Regions from separate parts of the Astyanax mexicanus genome. Here region 1 is linked to region 2. Evidence: chromatin contacts called from public Hi-C data. All regions are on one chromosome and are shown on one strand. The core of a region is the stretch at or near the end of the contact, and the rest is flanking DNA. Distances in the headings are between cores, read along the strand shown. Region 1 overlaps kiaa0586 (KIAA0586 ortholog). Region 2 holds the start of kiaa0586 (KIAA0586 ortholog).

The links. A called contact is a pair of places that touch in the nucleus more often than the background predicts.
Region 1: a contact with region 2 is called in a Hi-C map of muscle, with 15 times the contacts expected there. The contact joins the enhancer-like site here to the promoter of kiaa0586 in region 2. A contact is called at or near these places in 2 of 3 Hi-C or Micro-C datasets (both in muscle).

The regions. Positions count from the first base shown.
Region 1 is chr14:18,520,974-18,524,313 of AstMex3_surface, forward strand. kiaa0586 (KIAA0586 ortholog) reads left to right here. Exons shown (of 30, transcript XM_022672972.2): 17 at 267-371. Among protein-coding and RNA genes, the nearest start is that of irf2bpl, 75 kb to the left of the region's middle. Within about 2 kb of position 2,013, the one cell type or tissue checked has an H3K27ac peak away from gene starts, as active enhancers do.
Region 2 is chr14:18,428,190-18,431,333 of AstMex3_surface, forward strand. It overlaps kiaa0586 (KIAA0586 ortholog), which reads left to right and starts at 1,701. Exons shown (of 30, transcript XM_022672972.2): 1 at 1,701-2,619; 2 at 2,727-2,782; 3 at 2,904-3,037. The coding sequence starts at 2,334. It overlaps timm9 (translocase of inner mitochondrial membrane 9 homolog), which reads right to left and starts at 486. Exons shown (of 4, transcript XM_007251917.4): 1 at 393-486.

The DNA.
Region 1 (3,340 bases), core at 763-3,262, 93 kb after region 2:
CAGCAGAGATTGGTGGAAGCAGCATCAGGAGATGATGAGCTGCCGCTGCTCTGATGGAAGCCGTTGTGTGATAATGGCTTTTTGCGCAGGGCTGTGTTACGACACGCGGTCAAATGTAATCAACCTGCTTTGGACCATCATTGCTATCTTTAATAATTCATCCTCATATAAGCTCATAATCCCCTCGGGCTGTTAACGACATGGGGGGGATTTCACTGTTTCTGTTGCACCTTGTTGACCTTCTCCTCTTCTGTACCTTCTCTCAGGCTGGGGCAGACACACGGTCAATTGGAGAAGAAGATGAGGAGGAGGATGATGATGATGATAATGGCTTCCCTGGAACAAAGTTCTTGGCTGTTGCTGACATTCTGGTAGAATCACCTGCACAAGCACTTTTCTGCCTTTGACCTGGATCTTTGCAGTTCTTTATAGTTTTAAAATATACTGGTTCTTTGAGCAATGCTGTAGAACAGGGGTCGGCAATAGGTGGCCCGCGGGCCAGATGTGGCCTGCAAGCATGAAACCTCTGGCCCATGAGGTTGTTTGAAGTATAATGAATGATAATGAAAAGAAAAAAAAAATGCTTTTCTGGCGAGCTTTTGTTTACATTTCTCCCCTGTCTCTCTGTCTCGCTCGGTGTGACATTAGTTTCTGCCCGTTCTTGAGCTCTCTTTCTCGTTAAAAGGGCGTATTTACCGGCCATGTTCCAATTCACTAGCCGGGACAGCAGTAGTCTATTGGATCTATGTTTGTAATATAACATTGTTTGCATTTATTCATATGTTGAAATCTGAAATCTAGTTCTATCTGTACCCAAACATAGTACTTTTATGCCTCACATAATTCACTATGTAGAAAGTAATTCATCCAGAAAAGTGCTTGTGTTGTGAGGTAAGCCTTTTTATAACAACACTGAAAACAGACAGTGACAGGAGAAAAATCTCCATTCTGCAGAGACTTCTCAAAAAGCAATGTTTTCAGGAGGTCAAATGCAGACAAAACCTAAGTTTGTAAAAAAAAAAAAAAAAAAAATATATATATATATATATGTATATATATATATATATATATATATATATATATATATATATATATATATATATATATATATATATATATATATATATATACATGTATATATATATATATATATATATATATATATATATATATATATATATATATATATGTTTGGACAGAAACTTACTCCATTACTCATTATTAATTCATTTTCACAAATAAAAAAACGATTATGATCAGATATTATTGAGAGGTGCCCTTTCATATATGCAGAATACAGATGGAGAATGTCCTTGTCAAATACGTTCTCTTTTTAGGAACTGTTCTGTGTGATTTAGGCAAGTGGTGGCAGCATTAATTTCTAAGGGAAATTGGAAATTGGAAAATGAACTGCTTAGTTTAATCATGGGTTCGGGCTTTGTACAAGGGGGAAATTTCAGGTACAACTGATTTAAACATTTGCGTTTACGCATATCGATCCTCCTGGTTAAAGCAAAATGAGGAAACAAAAGTGATCCTCAAAAAACCTTTTAAGTTCCTTTATTTTTTGAGAGTGGACACAGGTACACCACAAGGTCAGCTGCTTGCTTGTCCATGAGGATAAAGCAGATAGCCTGTAATGCCCAAACTGCTTTGAGGACAAACGATTCATACCCAATTTAGGATTAGACAAAAGTGCAGCTACACATTGTTGTATTTGATGCCGCCTTTTTTGAAACACCAGCCGTTAAGCATTTGCTGCCCCAATAATGAGATTTGCAGAGCCAAAGGGTAAAAGAGAACGGTGCTTTCATTAATTACCAAAAGCATCGAACGGATTAGAAAATATCATTCTGCGGAGGCTGTTGATTTAGGCGATTGGTATTGAAAGGGCGTGGCGAGTGTGTGTGCACAGCCCGTATCCCCCAACCCCCCGCTCAGTTCTGCCCCACCGCTGGCTGGGCTGTTCAGGAATTCCTCTCACATCACAGGCCACTCAAGCATACACACAAAGCCATAAGCCTGCCATATTTACGGCTAACAAGCGACACAAGCTGCTCGGCATATTGGGTATTAGGCGGATTCCAGCGTTCGGTCGGACAAGGGCAAGCACAGCAGTCCATTTGACTGAGAGAGTGGAGGAGAGTAGAGGAGTGGAGAGCATATCTGTGTTGTTCTCACATGCTTTTGTAGCTATTGGTTGGAGGGGGGAGTGTAGATTATGAAAATAAAAGAGAGTTTGGGGGCTTTCACTCACATTCTCAAAATGATGAGCTATTCCACATTGCCCCCTTTTGGTTGTGGCACCAAACTGCATGCAGAGAGAAAGCAGACAGATCCTGTTTTCTCGGTGCTGGAGAGTATTAAGGACTCCTTTCATTTCCATGATGCTGAGAATAAGGATCGGAATCATGGAATTGAGTCATAAAAACAAGGAATAAAACTAATTTGTTTTGTTTTTTTAGCATCTAAGCTTATCACACATGTCGACATGTGTCTGTTCATGTGTATGTAGCTCACTATTTGTTGTGTAGAAATATTAGTGATGAGATTAGCTTCGGATACGCCGATAGCTTTAAAACCACAGTGTTCACTGCAAAATTCACAATACAACAGTACTCAAATATTTATATGATGCAACAGCTTTTTCCAACATACTATGGACAAAACACGAAAAAAAAAATTAAGATCAATGTATTGTTGCATCTATTTTTTCTGCATTATTGTTTACATTCATGACATTTACTTGACTTGGACCATTGCTCATTATCACAGAGTTAGACCAATGTAGTGTTAGGAGTCTTGCCCAAGAACTCCCATTGGCACAGCGCCGCAAGGTCTCCCCCACAGCATCGCAGCACACTGGCATATTGTATAGATTTGTAAGCATTTGGCCTCTCAATCATCAATTCATTGTTGTGGAGAAACTGTGAGTCACTGAGCACTTTTTAATGGCTTTTTCTGTTTGTTTGCATTAATGGGGTCGCTATTAAAAAGTTCATGTTGACTCATTGTCTGTGTAATTCTGCTTCTCTTGCTGTTTGCGTGTCAGTTAAGGTCAGGACTACTGCTGGAGTGATGTAAACATTGTCCAAACGGAGAAAAACCATAAAAGATGTCGAGTGCTATGTGCGCCATTGCCTATAATTAAGCTTTTTAAAAATTCCAATTATGGCCGGCACTCACTCTCCCACTCAGTCTTTTAGCTCTCCCAGCTGCCAAATAAAGAGCTCAGCCACTTCAGTCCAGACCCCATCAAACAAGCCCTCTCGCCAAGAGCAGCCAGGGCCACATGCCCACTCCTAAAATGTCATTCCTCTAAGTCTCCAGTGTCTCTGTT
Region 2 (3,144 bases), core at 451-2,950:
CAATGACATCTAACAACACAAGCACTCTTCATTTAAACTATATTTATTAATATGAATTCATAGCACAAGTTACACTTTATAAGCAGCATTTTTATCTCGCCAATAAAAACAAGAAGTATTTTAAACGGCCTAATAAAAATAAACTAATAATACTACATAGTATAAAGTCTATAACAATTAATTCCCCATACTGGCCCTGCTGCTTATTCTAGCCACCATGCAGTGAGCGTTAGCCTTCTGCTCTATACCTTATTTCTTTAGCTGGTTAGCAGCAGCAGCAGCAGCAGCGGAAGCCCACAGACACTATACAAATAAATTACGCTGCTCTGTATCATAATGTTTGTAATTTAATAGTGTAAACGGTACAGAGCGAAAACCCGTCGCTACATTACCTCAGTCTGCACCTGGAAGCTCGAGCCTGCGGACCCTCTCTGAAGGACATGTGACGCTGTGGACAAGAGAAAGAACAACCGGCGCTTCACTGCGGCACTTTCGCTGCAACAAGGCAAATTCATTCATTTCTTCACGATGATTGATAAATATTAAAATGTAAAATTGCTTTTAAATATTTTGATATATTTAAAATAATTGAAAGAAACATGTAACAAAAATGATTAGTGTATAAACTGTCTCACTGAGTTCTGAAATAATAATATATTCTCTAAGTCATATATTTACACGAAAATGGCTTTTGAAATCACACTATAGATCATCTATAGGTCGCTGTACGTTAGTGACGTACAAAAGGAGGCGAATTATAACGTTTTATTTTTTGCACTAAAATGTAAAAGAACTGTAAGAATTTGTGATGAACTCTCACTTGCCTCTGGTTAATATATAATTTTATTTATTTTGATTTTCTTTCTTTTTTCCTTTTCTTCAGTTTGTATATTTTTAATGCTGTCTTCTATCGTTGTTTCTTGTATTAACCTGAAACTTTAAAGAATACAATATTCAATATTGTTTACTTAGGGATATAATCACATATAAATACACACACACATATAATAATAATAATAATAATAATAATAATAATAATAATAATAATAATAATAATAATAATAATAATAATAATAATAATAATAAACACGAATATAAAAAAATAAAATTAAATAAAATCAAAATAAAGGGACAAGCAAGGGGTAAATTTAAGGGCATTTTTACCACCCATAACTTTTAAAGATTTATAGTATAAGGCTAAATCATTTCTAAATGCTAAGTTTTAAAAAAATGCGCTCATGTATGTAATATTGTTAACTACAAATGATCTGTATGTCTGGGCTTTCTTAAAATAGGAATCATTCTTTTTAAATTAACAATTTATAAAGATTATAACATAATATAATAATAACATACACACTTTTCGGTTTGAAGAACTATTTCTGAACGTTACACTTAACATTCTTGGGAGGTTCAGTCCGTGATTTGTTTTTGGATGTTCTGGATGTGGATATGTCAGTGTTTTAATTTGTAGTTTTAGAATATTACTTTTAGTGTTATGGAAACGTCGTCTATCTGGAAACGTTTTAATACCGTTGTGATGCAAACCATTATTGTGTCACACCTTTTTTAAGAACGTTCCTAGAACATTGTTTCTGTAACGTTACAAAGTTACCGTTCTAATAACGTTAGCTGTCAGCTGGGGGTGCAGCTTGCAGGGCGAGGTTACTTTTATTTTGAAATTGAACTCAGTGGCGCGCGCTGCGGTTTCTGAATTCATATCTGTTGTCAACTTTGTTGTCAGCAACAGTTGTTGTGGATGCAGAGCAGTAAGGCATTATTAGTTCAGTTTCAGGTGTAGTTAGTACAGTGTTCACAGGCCAGGCCGCTTACGCTAGCTGTAAGAAGTGTAGCTGTAAATGCGTTTGTTTGTGTCAGTTTTAGCATGACTAGCTAACTTAACTACCTAACAACGAAGTTGAGACTGACTGCAGCCACCAGTAGCGCCAAATTCAAACAGCGCTCTGTCACCACTGAGCGCTGGACTACCTGGTTTAGGTGTAGCTCTCAGTTTATAATGTTTATAATGTTAGTTTGCTAACTGCGCCTTGAATTAGCTAGCACTGTGTGTTTAATTTCGTTTTTATAGCTATGAGAATTAATAGCTAACACCCTCAGTGCAAGCTAACTAGCTACTTAGCTAGGTCAGGTAACCTAGGTAACGGTAGCTGTCCGGTTGTATTGCTAACTAGGTTGTCCAGCTAAGCTAGTTAGTTATATATATTTTAAGCAATTGGAGGCCAGAACACGCACTTGTGGATTTCCTATTATAGTTATTCTATGCCAATTTTAGAAAAAATATCAACACGGTAGCATTGGCAACTTCATTAGGAATGGATTATGGTTCTTCTGTACTGCATAACATCCACTTGAATGACTCCACATCAAGCGCAGATGCAGCTGATGTTTTAATTCGCTCCACTAAAGTAGCTCCAGAGCTAAACAGAAAGAAAGTTGCCAGTGAAGGAGAGTTATCCAACAACTGCAATGTGAATATCTTTGTCCGAAGACTGTCAGACTCAACCCATAGTTCATGTTTGGAGCAAACTTTCACTAATGAATTAATGGAGCAAGTAGTCCCACCAGTCCGCCCTGTGAACATGCCATCAGCAATCAGAGGTAGATCTTTATGTATCTGATCAATCTTGTTGTAATTTTTTAAAGACTTATTGATTGTGTGTACATGTGTAAAAACTATGTAAACTATGCTTCTATTTCTGTTGTAGGATGTATTGAAGAAGAAGATCATACCTCACCAAATCCACCTGCAAGGAAAAATTATGTAAATAATTTAATTACTAATATATCTAACTACTTAATTTGAAACACTTGCTGGATGAAGAATTACTTAAGTGTTATTGCTTGGGATTAATAAAACTAATATAGAGCTTACTCTATTGCAGGTTCCTAGAGCAGGTAAAGTCATGCTGAAACCGTCAGTCATCCAAAGGAAGTGGCAGAAACAAGAGCAAGATGTACACATATCACGATACTCCGCTGATGGGAGAGGTGCAGTTGCAGCTGCCCTGAAACAGAGGTAAGTGTTGAACATCCTCAATCATACATTTACTGCACATTTCTAATTTATCTGGTACTTCTTGTAGGTTTATAATTAGAAACAGTTTGGCTGTTCCTACAATTGGC